2 separate regions of the Hordeum vulgare genome follow, and region 2 is linked to region 1. The links are chromatin contacts, called in public Hi-C maps. All regions are on one chromosome and are shown on one strand. Each heading gives the region's core, a stretch centred on a gene start, on an enhancer-like site or on the middle of the called end of the contact. The rest is flanking DNA. Distances are from core to core; before and after follow the strand shown.

Region 1 (2,662 bases), core at 83-2,582:
ACGGCGGGCTGCTGATGGAGAAGCCGTGCTGCTGGCCTGGAGGCGGGGGCGGCGCGGCACCGCCGGAGGCGGAGGAGAGGGGCGCGAGAGCGAGGGCCATGCTCCCGTCGGGCGCGTACTTGCGCGGGCGTCCACGCTTCTTGCGCATGAGGTCGCCCATGCCGAGCGCATTGCTGCCCGGCGGTGGCGCCACCGCGTGGGGCGGCGGCGCGGCGTAGAGCATGGGGCCCGGAGCGTGATGCTGGTGCGGGTGCTGGTGCTGGTGCTGATGCTGATGCTGATGCTGATGCTGATGCGGGTGCTGGTGCTGGTGCTGGTGAGGGTGGTGCTCCCCGGGCGGCTTCCCCACCATCTGGTCGAACGAGAGCCTCATGCCGCCTCCGGGCATGGGCGCGGCAGGGTTCGCCGACCCAGCCGGCGGTTGCTGTTGCTGCTGCTGTTGCTGCTGGTGGTGGTGGTGCTGCTGCTGATGGTGCGCGAACGGATGCGGCGGCGGCGGCATGGAGGCGATCGGCGGTGGCTGAGGCTGCGGTTGCGGCTGCGGCTTAGCCTGCGAAACCGGGGCAGGCGCAGGGGCCGGGGCCGGCACCGGCGCGGTGGGGGCAGCGGCGGTGGCGGCGGCGAGCGGCGCGACGTCCTTGGCCTCCATTCCGCCCAGATCCAGCCCTCCTGGTCTTCCGGGTGGCGCCGTTACCGCAGCTGCCTCGCCGCGAGCTTCAGTCTCAGCTCGAGGGTCTGAAGCCAACAAACAAAGCCAATCAATCAATCAGTCGGTCAGTATCCGGTCCGAGTTTGACCAAACGAGGGTCTGCTGCCGCTTTATTTCTCCCCCACTCCACTCGGAAGCTGCATCTCAAACGAACTCACGAACAAAAAGGTTGGAGATAACAACGGAGGCGAGTAGTAACATGGGAGGGATCGAGCAAGAAAACAATCTCCAGAATATTATCAGATATAAAGAGTCAGGATGCGAACAAAAGGGAGCCAGAGATTAGGTGGGGGTTAGGAGGGGTGGCGCGCGTGCACTCACGCTCACGCACCTAATGGATGAGATCGCCGAGGACACCCCTTCTTCCTCCTCTCTCGCTCAAAGCACCAGACGACGCCACTCCCTCAGCTCACTCCTCCTCACTCAGCTCAGTACTACTGCTAGTTCTAATGCTGGGCTAGGCAGAGCTATTCCAATCCAGAGGGGGAAGGGAAAAGGGAGGAGGGCAGCGAAATTACGGGGAACGGAAATTACTAAAGTAAAGGCAATAAAGAAGGGGGAGAGAGGAATTGGGGGCAGAAAGAAAGGCGATTTGTTACGGGTACACGCTTCACATGCAGGCACTGCATTTCGGGTAGTAATAAAGGCCAGCGGCAGGGCGTAGTTGGGGAGCTACCCTGCTTTTCTCCCCCCTCTCTCTCTCTTCAAATTAAAAAAAAATAGTTTTTCTAATCTTGGTTTGGAGTACGTTTTCTTTCTCACTTGAGCAAGGAAGAGAGAGAGAGAGAGGAGAAGTGGGACTGGTCCACTCTACTACTCGAGAACCGAAACAGTAGCCGAATTAATATTCAAAAGGGGAGCCATTGCTTGCTTGCCTGCTCGTTTACGCCACGGATTTACTACTCCATAATTAATTAAATTGGCGTGGTACCAGTGGCCGTATTGATGGCCGGTTTAGAAAAGGCCTTGTCTTTTTGGGCGTGCTTGGCGGGCAGGAATCAATCGCCCCTTGGTCATTACTTTTCTCTCCCATCTCTTTTTTTTTTTCCTTTTTTTTCCCCTTTGCTTGCTTGCTTGGCCTCCCTCTCACCGGCTTTTCCCGCTTGCGCCACCTCGCCTCTTTCCCCCTCCCATTTTTATAAACCTGGAAATGTTTTCCTTTTGGGGGGACGGGGGAGGGCCCGCCTGTCGGTGAGAGGTCGAGGTGGCCCGGTCAGAGGGGGAGCGGGCAGCTGGCTGGCCGGTCAGAGGGACAGCAGGCCAGGATTCCAGGCACGTCACGTGACACCATCCGGCCGCAGAAATAAACAACGCCGCGGGCCCACCGCCCCGGGCGCCGGTTCCCGAGGCGCGCCACCGTCTCTCCCTGCGCGCCGGGGCCCGCGGACTGACTCGCGGCAACGGTCACGGCCGCAGCCCGCGCAGGGCGTCTCTCGGCCGTCGGATGGCGCGCGCGGACGCATGTTTTTGGTGGCCCGGATGAGTCCACGCGGATCGGAGGGCCCACGCCCGCTGCTCGCGGACTCATTGACCGGGGAAGTCAACGTTCTGGTGAGTGATCGGATGGAGCGAGCCGCCCAACGGAACGTACTGCTGCTGGGGTGCGTCCTCTGGTAGCAGCAGCGCACGATACGACAAACGTCGCCGCTGTTCGCGCCTCTCACCGGTCGTGCTCATCCATTCCATTTCCGCCGTGGGATATCTCGGGGGCATTCCTGGTAATCCGCACGGGCATGCTGCCGCCAGGGTCTCGTCGGCTAGGGTTTAAGGGCGTTTTTGGTGTAATTATTCACACGAATCGGCTCCGTTCGTGCTACGTCTGTTATCTTTTTTTCTGTGGGGAGATCTAGTCAAAGCATCGGTACAAAATTGCTGCATGTACCAGGAAAGTACTGCTTCGCTTTTTTATTACTACAAGTTTATTACTACTACTACACTTTAGCCGATAGGTGA
Region 2 (2,662 bases), core at 70-2,569, 680 kb after region 1:
GAAGAAAGAATGACATATCCAAAGATCCTACGAAGCCACCGCTTCTAATATGACAGTGCACGCTTTGACATCCCCCTTGTACTGGCCCTGCCAAGCAAATGGACAGTTCTTCCACTCCCAGTGCATACAATCTGTGCTGCCAAGCATGCCTGGAAAGCCTCTAGCTGCGTTGGTCGCCAAGAATCTCTCTGTATCAGCGGCAGTTGGCTGCCTCAAGTACTCAGGGCCAAACACCTCGATCACAACCTGGCAGAACTTGTACATTGACATCAGACATGTTGTCTCACTCATACGCACATACTCATCACCAGATCGCCTGGAATTCCATATGCAAGCATGTGGATGGCCGCGGTGCATTTCTGGTAAGAGGAGAATCCTAGCTTGCCAAGGGCATCCGTCTTGCACTCGAAGTATGGGTCATGAGCAACCACTCCCTCTCGGATACGATTGAACACATGCCTTGTCATAGAAAATGGCGATGAAATTTATCCAGCTTGAAGAGCGGGGTGTTCGCAAAGTAATCGACATAGAGCAGGGCCTGGCCTCTCTCCCTGTTGCGGTTTAGATTGGGAGCACAGCCAGGGAGTGACCCCATGTACCGAGGAAGCTGCCGTTGAATGTGGTCGTGAACCACCAGTGCAGCCACCAAAAGATCTTCATCATCCGACGACGAATCGTCCGATGAACAAATGAAGTGGTGGAAGAAAAACTCATCACCACTGTTCATACCTTTGCGGGCAAAGTGTCGAACACTTAGCGGTCGTGGTGGCAAAGAGGCCGCGATGATCACCTCGATGCAGGGGTGGTTGGCGGCCGGCTACTGGCCGCTCTGGAGCACTCGTCGGAAGCTGCCGTGGCCGCCATGGTACGTCGCCTGCGGTCGTATCCACTCTGCCGCCGGCTAGGACAGTGACGACCAAACCTCCTCTGATCGATGCCTAAACTACGACGAAAGCGCGGGCGTGGTAGCGGCCATGTCGAGACGTGGTTTGCTATGGACGGCCGGGGGCTGAGGTGGCCGGAGAATAGCGACGGCGACGTCAGCGGGGCAGGGCGGGAGAGGGGGTGGAGGCGTTGGAATCGAATGGGAATACTTGTGTCCCCGACACGCGGGCCACGGGCGGACAAGGGCGTGCGACGAGCGCGTCCGCGTGATGTCCGTTTTCCCCAAACTCGACGCAAGTTTGGGTCGGGGATGAGTCGAAAACGGACGAAATCCGGACATTTTCTGTTTGGATCCGCGCGTTGGGCCGGACTAAACGAACGCACCCGGACAAGATGGGTGGCGCGGTGGAGTTGGCTTCCCTTTTTTCCTTTCTCAGCCTGGCGGTGGCCGGCCGCAGGAGCTCCACGTCCTCTTCTCCCTCCCCAACACCCTAATCCACTCCATTTCCCTGCTCCGAACACGGCACGGCTCCTCTCCCACTCCCATCCTCCTCTCTCCAATGGCGCTCGCCTCCACCACCGCCTCCCGGCTCATCAGCCGCCGCCTCGCCGCTCCCCTCCCGCCTCTTCCTTCCTCTTCCTGCGCCGCGCCGCGAGGAGGAGCCAGGGCAGGGCCGCGCCGGTTCGCGGTGCGCTGGGAGGGCAGGCCGAGGGCGCTCCTGGGAGGATTTTCCGACGCCGACGAAGATGCAAGCGACGACGAGGACGAGGAGGATGGCCCCGGCGCGCTTAGCGGTGGGCCGCCGAGGCAGGAGCAGGAGTGTGAGGACGTCATCGAGCTCGCCGCCGCTGCCTTCTCCGGGCCCGAGCGCTGGGACGTGCTCGGACTCGGCCAGGCCATGGTGCGCACACTCCTGTGTTCCCTACCTCTCTGTCTTACTGATGCCAATTTGCAACCAACCAGTAGCTTCAAGCATTCAACATAACGTAGGTCGTAGGGCATTGACTGGTTGGGACTCTGGCAAGATTCTGGCGCTCTTTCTACTGTTAATGATTTAATATTTCGACTTGTGCAAGTTTGACGATGCTGGCTAATGTGACCTGAGTGTTTAGTCCTACTATGTTTTTGGCGGTGCCAAACGTGCAACTGACTATCACTACACTGCATTTCTACTATACTGTTTCCTTTTTTTTCTTGGATAAAGACTATACTGTTTCCTGTAATGGGTAAGTAAATGTGGAATTGAAGGTGCTTTCCTGATGCCAGATTGGAAGAAACCAGTAGCTGGAAAAACAAACATTACCACTTCCATGCACCACAAATGCAGAATACACATTAGCTAGTAATGGTGAATACACATCAACAGACACTAGAGGGCAGGGTCACTAGTACCAGGGATCCGTCTCATGGCCTATCTCGGTGATTATTTGCTGCTTGTATGTGCGCATATACAATTTATTCGTTGGTGCCAAATATGTAATGGACGCCAGTACACAGACATTCAATCTGTTTGGATAAGCTCTTGGGATCAATTGTATTAACTTATGAATGTTTTTTTTGCTCAAATAGGTTGACTTCTCAGGCATGGTGGATGATGAATTCCTCGAGAGACTGGGCATAGAGAAGGGTACTAGAAAAGTCGTTAACCATGAGGAGAGGGGACGGGTCTTGCGTGCCATGGATGGCTGCACCTACAAGGCCGCTGCCGGAGGCTCACTGTCCAACTCGCTTGTGGCTCTAGCAAGGCTTGGTAGTAGTCGGGCCAGCAGCTACCCT

Evidence for each region. A called contact is a pair of places that touch in the nucleus more often than the background predicts.
Region 2: a contact with region 1 is called in a Hi-C map of seedling, with 4 times the contacts expected there. The contact joins the promoter of LOC123435896 here to the promoter of LOC123435880 in region 1. A contact is called at or near these places in 2 of 6 Hi-C or Micro-C datasets (leaf and seedling) and 1 of 1 datasets of contacts at active chromatin or transcription factors (embryo).

What each region holds. Positions count from the first base shown.
Region 1 is chr1H:350,870,104-350,872,765 of MorexV3_pseudomolecules_assembly, forward strand. LOC123435880 (AT-hook motif nuclear-localized protein 10-like) reads right to left here and starts at 1,333. Exons shown (of 6, transcript XM_045115597.1): 1 at 1,041-1,333; 2 at 1-735. The coding sequence starts at 649.
Region 2 is chr1H:351,551,011-351,553,672 of MorexV3_pseudomolecules_assembly, forward strand. LOC123435896 reads left to right here and starts at 1,320. Exons shown (of 5, transcript XM_045115598.1): 1 at 1,320-1,787; 2 at 2,456-2,662. The coding sequence starts at 1,446.